Regions from separate parts of the Mus musculus genome. Here all the other regions are linked to region 1. The links are chromatin contacts, called in public Hi-C and HiChIP or PLAC-seq maps. All regions are on one chromosome and are shown on one strand. The core of a region is the stretch at or near the end of the contact, and the rest is flanking DNA. Distances in the headings are between cores, read along the strand shown. Region 1 overlaps Dscaml1 (DS cell adhesion molecule like 1). Region 2 overlaps Dscaml1 (DS cell adhesion molecule like 1). Region 3 overlaps Dscaml1 (DS cell adhesion molecule like 1). Region 4 overlaps Dscaml1 (DS cell adhesion molecule like 1).

Region 1 (3,452 bases), core at 542-3,041:
AACTTAGTTCCAGGTTCAGCAGGAGACGCTGTGACCAGGGAGTGATCAAGCAGGCCACCTGATATGTTCTTCTGGTCTCCACATACACAGACAGCACATATGCACACATGCAAGTGCGCTCGCGCGGGGGCACACACACACACACACACACACACACACACATACACACACGACACAAAATGGTGGAAGTAGGCCAATTAATTTTACTAGCATGACACTGAGTTTTCAGGTTCAATAAATCTAATTACTCTAGGAATAAGCACTGTTTTCTTCAGCTTTTATCACAACCACCCCTTCTTGGCAATGCCTTCCCTGACCACAAGGTCTCTTCCTCCTGGCACTGTGGTATCCAGTTTAGATTTAGTGTCACACATTGTATCCACTGTCTGTTTATCCTTAGGATGTGAGCTCCTGGAGGGTGGGGGATGCTGTGTGCTGTGTTGAGCACAGCTGTGTTGGAGAAATGGAAATAGCACTGGGAACGAGGTTGGTGCACATTCAGTGACTGAGTGAACATAGTAGGTGCACAATCAGTCACAGAGTGAACGAACATACTGCCAAAGCTTCCCCATCTCTAACACAGTCACTACCACCATCACCAGCCCCATCTGTCCCTGAAGGTGGTTGCTTGCTCTGTGTTCCCAAGGAAACCTGGCTGCAAGCAGAGAACTCTCAAAAATCGGCAGTACTGGAGACTGTGGTGCCCCTTGCCTGTGGGTTCCAGCAGGGCTCCTTCCAAACCAGCTCCAACTGTAGCAGGCATTCAGGTAGGTGGGTAGCTGATATCCGGAGATCATAGAACCTCCCACCCCAATCTGTTCATGGGAGTGAGACAGGGATCCCTAACAGGATCCAGTTACTTTCAGTTACTGTCCGGCTGAAGCTACACACAGACTTGATAGGGACATATGTGTGTGAGTCTGGGATAGGGATATTGGAGGAAGTGTCTGTGTGGGGTGAGTGCCCTCTTCTGCTGGCTTGCTTTCTATGGGGACTTGGCATGGCCTCACTCCAGTCAGAGTGTGCCTCTGGCCCTCAGTCTAGCTGTAGAGGCTCTCGGAGACTCGGATGTAAGGTGGAGACATTTCCCCTACAGAACCGTGGCAAGAGGCCCCAGTTGTGCACCCTGCCCTTGGTTAATCAAACATTCAGTCTTTGCATCCGGAGATGCTTTTATTTCTCAGCTGCTGAGGATTCAAAAGTCCCCAAATCTAGGTTGGCTCTGTGTGGGCTCCTCTTAGTATCCTGCCAAGGATCTGTCCCGAGCCCCAGAGACAAATGCTGTCCCCTGCAGCTGGTTCCCCTTGTCATTCAGTGCTGCATGTGCCAAGCCCAGGAATTCCTCAAAGCATCCCTTTGCCCCTCTGCCTCCTGCCTGGCTGGGCTTCCCTGGCAGGAACTCTTGAGCAGTGTTCCATATAACCACCCGTAGCTGCCTTTCATGGGTCAGGGATGTCCTTTTACTAGAGAAGGCATTTATGAACACATAACCGTTCACATGCATGTGTATGAATCTGCCCCATCACGGGCGGGCTACTGTGCCCCTTTGACACTTGATCGTGGGTGTAGTTTGTACACATGTGTGCACCTCACACATCACTGCACACGTGTGTGTATATGCATGTCGGGTATATTCTGATCTTGGCTCACTGATTGAAAATTTCATTAGCAGACAAGCAGTCCTCAGAAGGAACCGACTCAGCAGTTGTTTTTCCAGCTCACGAAGCAGCATTGGTTTGGCCACATCTGGTCCACCAGTCTTGGCACCCACAGAGAAGTGGGGGTTGGGGAGGGAACTTGATACACTGTTGCGAGCTTCCGGTTCCTGTCTTGCTCCATCTGAGCCTTTTCTGCACTCTGTTCCAGTCTGCCCCTCTGACTTGATGCACCTTCCAATGTCCAGTAGCCATAGGGTCCGGAGTCCACACCCCTGCACTCACCCCTTCCCCCCCTGGAGCCTGGGCCCCTTGCCATGTCCAGGGGCGCCTCCTCCTCCCCCCTCCTTGGGGAGCTCTTGGAAGAGCACAGCCGCTAATCAAGCAGCGTGATCATAATCAGCTTTGATGGGCTCTTCTGCAAAAGTGCATTCTAATGAGGTGGGGGAGGCGAGCGGAGAGGGTGGGGTGGAGGAGCTGAGCTTTCAGAGAGGTGGGGGAACTGGCTTCCAGGCCTTTACGTGAGTGTCTGCTCGAGAGGAAACAGGGGACCTTACCCCTCCTATAGCTGCATACTGGTCTTTTTTTTTTTTTCCCAAATGGTGATAAGGGAGAGCAGGAAGGTTTGCACACAAGCCTGTATCACACATTGATAGACAGACACACAGATACACAGACCCACCCACAGACAGACAGACACACATGCCTGGGCATGCAGACAGACAGACAAACGGACACATACATATAGATAGACACAGACAGACAGAGACAAACATGTACACACATACAAACAGACATACAGGCGCACACACATAGCCACAGCTGCACACACACACACAGTCACACATGAGCACACATACATATACACACACAGTTACACATGCACACACACACACATAGTCACACATGCACATACAGACACACATGTACACACACATAGTTACACACACACATACACACACACACACACAGTCACACATGCACACACTCTCCACCCCCCCTCCTCGGGCTGGGAGATACTGTCACTCTACTATCACTACAGGTCCACCGAGTCGCTGAGCCTGAATGCATCAGATTCAATTCATTAGGAGCGATCGCTCCCTGAATGGGGCTGAATAATTGATGAGCCGAGAGCAGCTTGCAGGATGTTCCGAGTACTCTGAGGCTTGCTGGAGCCCTGTTATTATTATTTTTTTCTTTTAGCTGACAAACCCGGCCAAATGCTTGCTGGAGCATTGGGCACAGGGAGCAGAGCAGAGGTTAGATGTTTTAATATGTGATGTTTACACTGTATGCTCTCGGCCCATTGCTTGTAACAGAAATGGATACAGACTTCTGCAATGCCCAGTGGGGTGGAAGCAGGGCAGGAAGGGCCATGGCTCATCATCACCAAGTCCATTTGCCCAGGTGTGGAAGGGAGATGGGGGCCTGGCGTGTGGGCCCATGGGCTGCCCCAGAAGGGCACAAGGTAGGGGGCACTCTGTCATTGGCACAGCCTAAAGCAGGGAGGTGGTCCTGCCAATGTGTATCTCAGGTCTCTTTCTCAGGGCTGAGATGGCCATGAAGCCCCCAGTTCTCGGAGCTCACAGTGTGGCTTCCATAAGTTACTCCAACCCAGACTAATGCGGCAGATTCAGTTCAACAAACACGTGCCGTCTGGCACTGTGACAGGTGGCAGGGTGGGTACACAGGATGCGTGTGACTCGGCCCCCCGAGAGCTGCTCAGGGTGAGCCAGATGACAGGAAGGTAAGAAGCTAGCTCGGGGAGGAGGGCTTCCTCCACCTTCCGCTGTGACT
Region 2 (3,510 bases), core at 905-3,404, 140 kb after region 1:
GGCAGACAAATCAGGGGTCTCTTAGTCCCCACAAGACCTTGGTGGGATGAATGACCTGTCTGTCAAGGGGATGGTGCTTTGTCCCCCTAGAGCTGCTGTGAACCCCAGACTCAGCATTTTCCCTCCCGTTGTCTGTGAGTGGCAGCTCAGCCTCTCTGAGCCATTCTTTATTTGCAGGCTCGCCCTGCTGGGTCCTAAGGGTCTGGCTAGGCAAGCTTTAGGTTCAAAGAGGTATTCAAAGCCTCAAAGTCTTATTATTTGTGGAAGTCACTGTGATTTCTAGCAGTTATGCTATCTGTTCTCAGGACAATGACAGTGGACAGGTGGCATCTACAGTACTGAGCACTTATTCTTAGAAAGCAGGGCTGGAGCCCTGGCAGATGGGCGGTGGTCTTGCTCCATGGGAGACTTGCAGCTGAGGACTCCATCTCTGGTTGCACCCATCTGCCTGAACCCAGAAGTGTCGTGTCTTGGGAATGGGATACTGGGGAGAGAGACTGAGATGACGTGAGGTCCTAGTTCCCTCCCCACTGAGACCCTCAGCTTGCCTAAAGCCCTCCGTGAGTCAGGAGCTCTGAGCCCCACCTGACCAGGGGTCTGAAGGAAGATTATGACTGGGGACATGGGAGGTTGCTTCTTGTTTAGGCTCAAGTGATTAGAGACTAGCTCTCAAATTGCCATCCTGCCCAAGTACACTGAGGTAGTAAGTATCAGGTGTAAGCAGTTTTTAGCACACAGGTGTAGGGGCTGCCAGACCCAACCTCTGCACAGCAGGCGCTGGCCCCATCACACCAGAAGCAGAAAGTAGAGCCTTGCCTTCCGAGTGCTGGTTTGCAGCTAACATTGGCCCATTAGTCTCCTCTCCCCTCCCTCTTGGTCCTCAGTCCACACTGCCCACCTCCCTCAGTAAATAAAGTCCTCTTTCAACTGATTGTGACCGACCCAGCCATAGCCAATTGTAAACAACTCTTCACAGGTTTGTAGTTTCCTTTCCTAGGGAACCAGAATGGGAGGTGGATCGGGTTCAAAGAGGCGGCCATATGCCTGGGAGTAGGGGGAGGAACAGAGATGCCACTGGGATGCCAGGGATTCTGAAATCTAACACAGTGGTCAGCATAGGGGCGGGGAGGGGAGAGCTCACCCACCATCTCTCTACAAGTGGCACCAGGGCCAGAGGAAGATGGCTTGTTTGTTTGGCTCGGTGTCTCTAAAGAGTCTTTACACTGTGGCCCAAAAGCTGGTGATTGGAGCACTGAGTGAGTGAGAGGCTTGTGACCCACTGGGACCCACAGCACTTCTGCTCTTTAAGAGTCGAGCTGTAAGAGAATCAAGTTCTGTGGACGGTGTCTTGCACCCCTGTCCCGAAGCCGCATCCCTAGTGGGTAGGAGCTGCTCAGAAAGTGGGCTGATGAAGCTAGAAAGGAAGGGTAAGAGGGAGGGAGAGAGAAGGGGGGTGGGCAGCAGACAGAATGGTAGGAAGAAAGCCAAAGTGAACTACAGGAATTAAAGTCAGGGGCCATCTGGATTCAGATTTGGATCTGTATTTGATTCTGCAATTTTCCTGCATCTCTCTCTCTCTCTCTCTCTCTCTCTCTCTCTCTCTCTCTCTCTCTCTCTCTCTCTCTTCCCCCCCCACCTGGGGCTCAAACCCAGGGCCTTCTGCATACCAGGCAAGTACTTGACCATAGTTACACCCCACACGTAGTACACAGAATACTCTCTAACCCCTAGGAAGTTAACACCATCCCACTTAAAAAAATGAGGAAATAAAGCAAGCTTAGATATAGTATAATCTTTACTGGTAGGGTAGAAGAGAAATTGAAAGTATGAATTATTAACATGACTGCTGAGGGAAGATTCTCGATGGCAGGTGTACCATGTCCTTACACAAAGGGCCCCAGGGACGTCAGGGGAAAATGGCCAGATGGCTGGAACCTCTGATGTGACCACCATTGTCAGACTATGGCTGGACAGACCTCAAGGTCCAGGGGGTCTAGAGGCAGCTGCACAGGCAGCTCTGAGCGTGGGCTGTGACTTGCTCCCCTTCCCTGTGACAGCTGTAGGGGAGGGGGTGGCAAACTGGGGAGAGAAAGCCCGCACCCGGAGAAGGGGTGGGAGACAGGAATGTATCCGCAGCAGAAGCAGCCATAACATGGGAGAAAAGGATGGTGTCTGGGAAGATAATGACTCAGAGACTCTGGAGCGTAAAACTGCTACAGAGATGCCAACCCTGAGGGACGGAACCGGCAGGGACATGGCTGGGTGCTCCCAGGAACCATTAAGGGAGGCTCTTGGTTAGGTCCAGGAGCATAAATCCCTTTCACCTCTAGGTGGGGGCCTCTGTTCTGTTCTTTGGTGCAGGCCAAGCTTGCCATTTTCTACATAGGTTCTAAGGCCAAGCAGGACAAGAATTAGAGGAAGGTACAGGAGGGTTTCTTCTGTCTCTTTAGCTCTACAGAACCTCACCTCCCCCATCAGGCTCCCAGAGGTAAGGGATAGGGCCTCTGACTGGGCTTCACCTGGGACAGCCTGTGTGACTTTAGACAATCCCCCGAACCTCTCTGTACCTTGTGTCTGTAAGGAAAGGACACTCAGTGCAGATTTGCCTTCTCTGCCCTAAAGGGCTGAACAGAATAAAAGCCCTAAGGGACATAGAATCCAGTCAATTAGAACTTCCTTCTAGACTCTTCTAGAATGTACTAAAGGACAGCCAGAGTTATGACGATTATCCTGATTTTCTCAGAAGCCAGCAGTAAATCAACCAGGCAGGGGTTCGACTCTCCTCTGGAGGCTCAGGGACCCTTTCAGGTGGGATTCCAGGAAGTCCACTGGCCCTAAAGAAGAGGTGGGCTCTGGAGTGCTGAGTGGGAGAGAGGCTAGTGACCCTAGCTCTGAGTGGCACACACTCCTCATGGCCCAGGACATAGCAGAGCTATTTCTTCTCCTGCTGTCCTAGAGCTTCCATTTCCGGGAGGTGACCTCAGGACAAGACAGCTGACCCAGAGGTCTCAGGCCCTTAACTTCACAGATGAAGCCTTGTCCCAGGGAAGAGATGTCCCGGGAAGGAACCTGCAGACAGCTATCTTCAGTAAAGACAACACAGTGCTTTTGGTTTTTCGAAACAGGGTTTTCCAGGCTGGCCTCGAACTCAGAAATCTGCCTGCCTCTGCCTTCCCAAGTCTCTGCCTCCCAAGTGCTGGGATTAAAGGCATGCTCCCGGAATTTTTTTTTAAAGATTTATTTATTTATTTATTTAATATATGTGAGTACCAGAAGAGGACATCAGATCTCATTACAGATGGTTGTGAGCCACTATGTAGTCACTGGGAATTGAACTCAGGACCTCTGGAAGAGCAGTCAGTGCTCTTAACCACTGAACCATCTCTCCAGCTGTTCTTAAGGTTCTTAAGAACACAGTTCTTAAACCCAGGCTTGTCCAACCTTGACACTATAGCAGGAAGTCACTGGCCACAGAGTTACAAGAAAAGAAACAATAATTACAAAAAGGAG
Region 3 (3,225 bases), core at 283-2,782, 170 kb after region 1:
GGAGGACACAGTGAAGACAGATTATGTGCCTGTCCCCACGGAAGAGCTTCAAGGTATGTTCTGTAGGTGGGCGATCTGACTAAATCTTCTCTTACCCACCCTTGCTTTCCGTGAGATTGGCTGTGACCATGTCATAGCCACGAGCTCTGTGGAAGCAGCTTTCGCCCCTCCCACACCCATCAGAACAGGTGCACACACCTGCCGAAAGGGGAAGGCAGCCCAAAGCGCCAACCACATCTGAGGAGCGATGCTTCTCCAGGTTAGGAGTCCAGATCCTGCCCACGGCTTGCATGAGAGCTACGGATACATGAATGAACTAAGTGGTTGGGGTTAATATAAACCCAAACAGAAGAAGAATACTGATATTCCACATTAAAAATAAATGAAATTCTTATTTGGGGTACACCAGTACGGTTTGGTAGCCACAGACACCTGACTTGCCGGTGTGCCGTCTACAGCCATGGATGCTGCCACCACAGCACACTGAGTACTCAGGGCTCAGCCTGAAACGCTTGCTGATTTTCTTTCTGGTCTTTTTCAGAAAAGGCCTGACTATCCTTGGGCCCATGATTGGTGATGCCAAGCCAACAGTGCTTTCCTTTTCATCTGGCAGGACTTTTTAGAGACTTGTAGAGAAAGAACAGGTCTCCTAAGGGTTTTTATCAGCTAAAGCTATTGCGGTACTACCAGTGAAAAGGCTCAGTGGGTAAAGGGGTTTGCTTGGTGGCCGGAGTTTCATACGCAGGACCTATATAAGAATGGAAGGAAAGAACTATATCTTCTGATCTCTACATGTTCATCCTACCCTCCTCCATCCTAACACACAAACACACACACACACTTGCCACATACACACACACACATGCACACACACACACACAGACACAGACACATATGCACAGAGACAGACTCACACACACACACACACACACACACAGAGACAGACAGCTAGACACACACACACATATACACACACAGACACACAGACACACACACACAGACACACACACACACAGACAGACACACAGACAGACAAATATACACAGAGACAGACACATACAGAGAGAGACACACACAGAGACATACACAGACAGACACACACAGAAACAGACATATATACACAGAGACTGACGTATACAGAGACAGGCACACACAGAGATACACACAGACAGGCAGACACACACAGAGATACACACATAGACACACACACAGAGACAAATACACACACACACACACACACACACACACAGGCAGACACACACACAGAAACCGACATGTATACACACACAGAGACAGACATACATACACACAGAGAGACAGACATACACACAGACCCACAGACACATACGCAAGCATGCACACGTGTGTGCACCCCCCCATGCCCACCCCCACAAATACACACTTGAGCAGACATGCATGTGCACACACCTTTGGAATTAAAAAACAGGTGGTGGGGAGGGCTAGGGTTAAGAGGCAGCCCTGAGCCGCCATGCTCAGAACTACCTAATCTAGCCCTGTGTATGCACGTGACCGCTCAGCTGTGCTCAGGCTCCACCCACTCCACCCTGTGCCCACACTCCTGGTCTATCAGTCTCACCCTGCAAGGGCCACCTCCTTCCACAAGCCTTGCCTCCCCCAACCAGAAGGGTGCGATCCCCTTGGAGGCCCCTGTATACTTCATATCACTCATGTTCTCCTCTGTGGGGACAACAAATTGGTTTCATCTCAGGCTTGTTCCAATTGACTGGAGGTGGCTTCCTGTGTTGATAAGGATTGTGTGGCTGTTTGGGAGTGCAGGGGAGGGGGAAGGGGAGGGATAAAAAAGGACAGCTGCTGTGGGTATGGGAAGGGGGAGCCTATGCCTACATCTTGTCTGCCCTACTCTAGTATGTATTCCAGTCGCTGGAAAGCACCTAGAGACAGTGGTCTGTCAAACCAGTCCCTACCACACACACACACACACACACACACACACACACACACACACACACACATACACACCAACCATCCAGTGTCCAGCCCCAAATCTGGATATAGAGCTGTCCTCAGAGAACATTCAGGGTCACTGTTTGGGAGACAATGTTCTAAAACCTGCCTTTGCAGATGCCCTCTGGCAAATGGCCCTTACAGACACCCATGTGGCTGGGCCAGGCACTGTGCAGGATGTAGGGAGCCCCGAACCAGCCCCACTCTCAGACCCAGGCTGGGAAGCAGAGCTGAGCAGCATCCTGGTGGAATCGGTGGCATTTACATAGCAAACAATACCCAGGTGTGGCAGTGTGTCAACAAGCCCTGGCTCAGGCAGCTCCCAAGTCTCCACATACTTGAAATGTTTGCCACATGCCAGACATTAATATTTTAACAGCTGCGCGTTGAACACAGGCAGAGCAGTGTCCGGAACACAGCATAAAAATTGAGTGATAATAGCCGGCCTGAATGCAGTATGCGAGGTCAGTGGGGCACTGGCAGGCCTGCTCTTCTGCGGCAGCCAGAGCCCCTCTCCCTCTCCCTCAGCCGGCCCCAGAGGCCAGGACGGTAAGCTGCCAGGGGAACTACCTGTATGGTGAGGGCTCCTGGTCTGCATGCCCCAGGTGGCTCTGAGGACCCTCTGTGGGTCACCACACTGGGGTGGGGACATTTAAGTGTGTGCACAGGACGACAGGTCCAGTTCCAGCATAACCAAATGACTTCTTGCCTTTGTCCAGTTCTGAGAGTTTGAAATCTAGAACAGGCTACCTTGGGGCGGGAGTGAAAAGAAAGGTTTCCTGGATGGCAGAATGAATCAATGGAACAGAGCAACGTCCAAATTCCCAACAATCCTTGAGACAGGAAATGCATGGCGTTGGAGAAAGTATGTGTCCCTATTAAATATGCTTCAGACAAAAACAAGAGTACCCAAACAAACACAGTAGAAGACTTTAAAAAGTTAAAAAGTTCTCTCTGGTTAGAAAGTCCCAGAAGCCACCTGTTCTTGGGAGCTTGGCCTACAACTCTTCCCATAAGACAACATGGGGACTGCAATTATCTACTAATATCAACCAGTGTCTAGTGACATAGAACATGCATACTATGTTCCAGGTCTGTGACAGGCCAGACAGAAAGTATCTTCAGCTTCATAGACTATATCCTGATACTGTGGCTTTAGCTAGAGTGTAGCGCGGACCATACTTGCTGAAATGCCAATGGCTGTGCTCGAATACAACTTTGTGTACAAAATCCAGGGAG
Region 4 (3,146 bases), core at 295-2,794, 190 kb after region 1:
TTCAAATCCTACCTCAATCCTCTCTCCTCCAAACACTCAAACAGGTCTGTCACAGCAATACTCTCATGACCTGATACCAATTTGTGGTTTTGTTTGGGGTTTCTATTGTTATGACAAAACACCATGACCAAAAACAACTTAGGGAGGAAAGAGTTTATTTTAGCATACAACTCTCAGGTCACACTGCATTGATGAGGTAAATCAGGGCAGGAACCTGGAGGCAGGAACTGAAGCAGCGGCCATGAGGAATACTGCTAGTAAGAATTTGCTCCTCATGGCTGGCTCAGCCTGCTTTTTTATGGCACCCAGACTAGGGGCACTACCAACCACAGTGAGCTGGGCCCATATCAATCACCAATCAAGAAAATGCCCAGAGGGAAATCTGATGGGGACGTTTTCTCCGTTGAGGCTCCCTCTTCCAAAAGATCTCTAGTTTCCACCAAGTTGACGTAAAAACTAGCCAGCACACCTGTGTTTTGAAGGTCATTTTCTCAGAAAAGCCTTTTCAGATATCCATCCTGTCACTATGGTCTCTCCTTTTCTTGCAATTATGTCTGCCTGACGTTACTGCTATTATCTTCTGATGGCTCCACAGGGGCAGGGGCAAGCCTGTGCTGTTTCCACCACAGCTCTCCAGGACCTGCCACAACAGTGGCACTCCATCAGTACTTCTGAAGGACACAGTTCAGTGATAGAGAGGCACATGGTGGGAGTTAAGAATGGTGAGGCTGGAGCTGGGCTTTGGAGGATGTGGAGTCAGATGTATGATGCTCAGGGAAAGAGAGAGTCTGGGAGAACCCAGAACTAGACTGCTCCTGATGCATCCTGACTGCTGGGCAGTGGGTGACTGAAGCCACATCTTCTGCAAGAAAGATGGGGACTTATGATGCCCAGTGGGAACATAGGTTGGATAAAAAAGAAGTCTTCAATGGCCTCTCTCTCATGCCACGTAGTGGGTATCTTCAGAAAAACTAAGCTGTGCCATCTCATCTTACAGCCTAGCTGGGAGAGTGAGGTAGACCAGATCTCCCTTTCCAGGAACTCCAAGCTACTACCACAACTTGGAAGTCAGAGGAATCTCCCTTCATCAGAGAGAGGAAGGGAACAGATAGAAAGATCTTGAGGTCTATGAGGTAACATGGTGTCTCCGAGGCCACATAGAATACCAGGGTTAAAACCATGTCGCAGGTACACAAAGGGCTTTTGTATTTCAAACCTCACAGGGAGGCTGAGTTTGTAGACAAAAAATCCTGAAACTCAGAAAACATGTAGCTTTGGCTCAAGATCACCCAGGCTAGAGAGGGCAGATCCAAGACACCTGCTCCTGCGAAGAGCAGAAGCTATGGGGGTGGGGTGTCCCCAAGAGGAGCACAATCACCCCTTTTAAAAGGCACATAAAAAAGAAAGCAAGAAGGCCAGCCCTCCATAGAAAGAGAGGAGAAAACAGAATAGCGTTCTCTTTTCCCAGCCTATGTGAGCAGGGGAAGGTCTCACATCTGTCTGCTCGCCCCACATGAAAGAGGTTTTAACAAACAAGAGGGGGTCAAAATAAAGCTCAGACTGTACTGAGCCCGGAGCTGTGCCCAGCGGGCCCTGTCCCTGTCACGACCAGGAGACAGCAGCCAGGCTGTTCCTGCAGCCAGGCTCCTCTCCCCCCACCCCCTCGCCGAAGCCTGGGCCTCACGCAGAAGCACACGCAGATGGACATAGGCTGAGGGCAGAGCTAGGAAGCCCAAAAGTGCAGTGCTGACTGTGAATAAACAGTCATCTACTCCTGCTTGTGGATCCATCTTCGGGACTCGTTGGGACTATCGGAAATCAGACCTTCAGTGTGTCTTAGTGGTCTGTATCAGTTATGTACTGCTGCATAACAACTCATCTCAGGACTGGGCAGCTGAGACCAGCCATCATGCATAACTTCTCAGACACAGTTTCCAGGTGGCTGAGCAGAGTGATTGTGGCTTGGGGGGCTCTCCCATTGCTCAGCTGCTCGCAACATTTCACCAGAGCAAAGTCCAAGTTCAGCTAAGACTGTAGCCTGTGTGTTCTCCTTCCCCATGGGGCCTCAATTTCTTAGGTTCGCTGACTGGAGATTTTCATTCCTCCCCTCAGTAGTAACACTGCCACTCTGATGAGTCAGCTTTCCCTGGGGTCAGCAACCTCAGGGCAGGAGTTCATAGTCAAATATGGAAAGCGACACCACTACTTCCATCACATGACCATAGGACAGAGCTCTGCACGGAGTGTGGCTATATGGAAGGGAGGATCTTGGAGGCAGTTACCGTGGAGATGCCCCAGCATTGAGGATAGATGGGATCACGTGCTTGGTATCCTGTGCCCTTCCCTCTGAGCATCAGTGGCTCCCTCTGGTCATTTACACCTAAAATTCTCCTCCCCTGAATGGATACATTCCAAAGGCTCAGGAATAGTATATTAATAATATAACTATAATAATAATTCAGAGGTATCGCGTTGGTCTCTCCTTTTACTGACTAGAGAAAGGTTTCCTCTACAGCAAGGCAGAAGGCATCTGTAACATGTTGCTTAGAATGACCATGGTCTATGGGGCCCCTCAAATCTGGACTCATAGCCCACTTCCTGCTAGCTCTTTTGAATCTGGAATCCAAGTTTCTGTTCTGTGAAGTGACAAACTTGATCTTAAAGAGGTGTCAAGAAGGGTTAGGTGAATGCCTTCCGCTGCATTTAATCAAACGCATGGCACACAGTAGGAACTGGACACTGAGTTGAGTCCTGCCACTTGAGAGTTACCTCTCCGATATCCGCTGTTTCAGGAGACAATGCTGTCAGGCTTCAAGAGTATGACCAGGAAAGTCTAAGAGTTTGAATTCTATTCTTGACTTTGGAGCAATTGCTTTAAGTGTGCCTGTGACCAAGTGAAGGTACCCAAGGCAGCTTTAGGATGTCACTCATTCTGAGCTAGGCTGTAGATTTAAGATACACTGTTGTCTTCTTAATTGTGAGCACTTTAACATATAGAGCCATGGTCCAATGTGTTCCAAATTTAGGCACTTGAACACATAGACTTACAGCTATGAAAAGCATTTCCATTTATTCTATCATGTTTAGTTTTACTACAATGAAAAAGAAAAAATAGATTAAATGGCCTTTTGGGGATTGAGGTTGGG

Evidence for each region. Hi-C and Micro-C count contacts between places; a contact is called where the count stands out from the background. HiChIP or PLAC-seq counts read pairs in DNA pulled down with a chosen protein or histone mark.
Region 2: a Hi-C map of cerebral cortex shows a contact between it and region 1, with 1.9 times the contacts expected there. The contact joins two enhancer-like sites. A contact is called at or near these places in 3 of 484 Hi-C or Micro-C datasets (cerebral cortex, female germline stem cells and uterus) and 3 of 115 datasets of contacts at active chromatin or transcription factors (VIP interneurons, embryonic basal ganglia and stem cell-derived neural progenitor cells).
Region 3: a Hi-C map of the N1E-115 cell line shows a contact between it and region 1, with 4 times the contacts expected there. The contact joins two enhancer-like sites. A contact is called at or near these places in 2 of 484 Hi-C or Micro-C datasets (the N1E-115 cell line and myocytes), 1 of 115 datasets of contacts at active chromatin or transcription factors (embryonic basal ganglia) and 1 of 9 other capture datasets (pancreatic islet).
Region 4: a contact with region 1 is called in an H3K27ac HiChIP or PLAC-seq map of oligodendrocyte precursor cells, with 4 times the contacts expected there. The contact joins two enhancer-like sites. A contact is called at or near these places in 1 of 484 Hi-C or Micro-C datasets (the N1E-115 cell line), 3 of 115 datasets of contacts at active chromatin or transcription factors (embryonic basal ganglia, oligodendrocyte precursor cells and stem cell-derived neural progenitor cells) and 1 of 9 other capture datasets (pancreatic islet).

The regions. Positions count from the first base shown.
Region 1 is chr9:45,676,015-45,679,466 of GRCm38.p6, reverse strand. The region is part of intron 8 of Dscaml1 (DS cell adhesion molecule like 1); the gene reads right to left. Among named protein-coding and RNA genes, the nearest start is that of Gm22069, 43 kb to the right of the region's middle. Within about 2 kb of position 1,791, at least 116 of the 459 cell types and tissues checked have an H3K27ac peak or open chromatin away from gene starts, as enhancers often do. A contact at or near this core is called in the N1E-115 cell line, cerebral cortex and oligodendrocyte precursor cells, where this site is marked.
Region 2 is chr9:45,533,360-45,536,869 of GRCm38.p6, reverse strand. All of the region lies in intron 3 of Dscaml1 (DS cell adhesion molecule like 1), which reads right to left. Among named protein-coding and RNA genes, the nearest start is that of Gm22069, 100 kb to the left of the region's middle. Within about 2 kb of position 2,154, at least 13 of the 459 cell types and tissues checked have an H3K27ac peak or open chromatin away from gene starts, as enhancers often do. A contact at or near this core is called in cerebral cortex, where this site is marked.
Region 3 is chr9:45,504,163-45,507,387 of GRCm38.p6, reverse strand. The region is part of intron 3 of Dscaml1 (DS cell adhesion molecule like 1); the gene reads right to left. Among named protein-coding and RNA genes, the nearest start is that of 4833428L15Rik, 75 kb to the right of the region's middle. Within about 2 kb of position 1,532, at least 59 of the 459 cell types and tissues checked have an H3K27ac peak or open chromatin away from gene starts, as enhancers often do. A contact at or near this core is called in the N1E-115 cell line, where this site is marked.
Region 4 is chr9:45,485,794-45,488,939 of GRCm38.p6, reverse strand. The region is part of intron 3 of Dscaml1 (DS cell adhesion molecule like 1); the gene reads right to left. Among named protein-coding and RNA genes, the nearest start is that of 4833428L15Rik, 56 kb to the right of the region's middle. Within about 2 kb of position 1,544, at least 21 of the 459 cell types and tissues checked have an H3K27ac peak or open chromatin away from gene starts, as enhancers often do. A contact at or near this core is called in oligodendrocyte precursor cells, where this site is marked.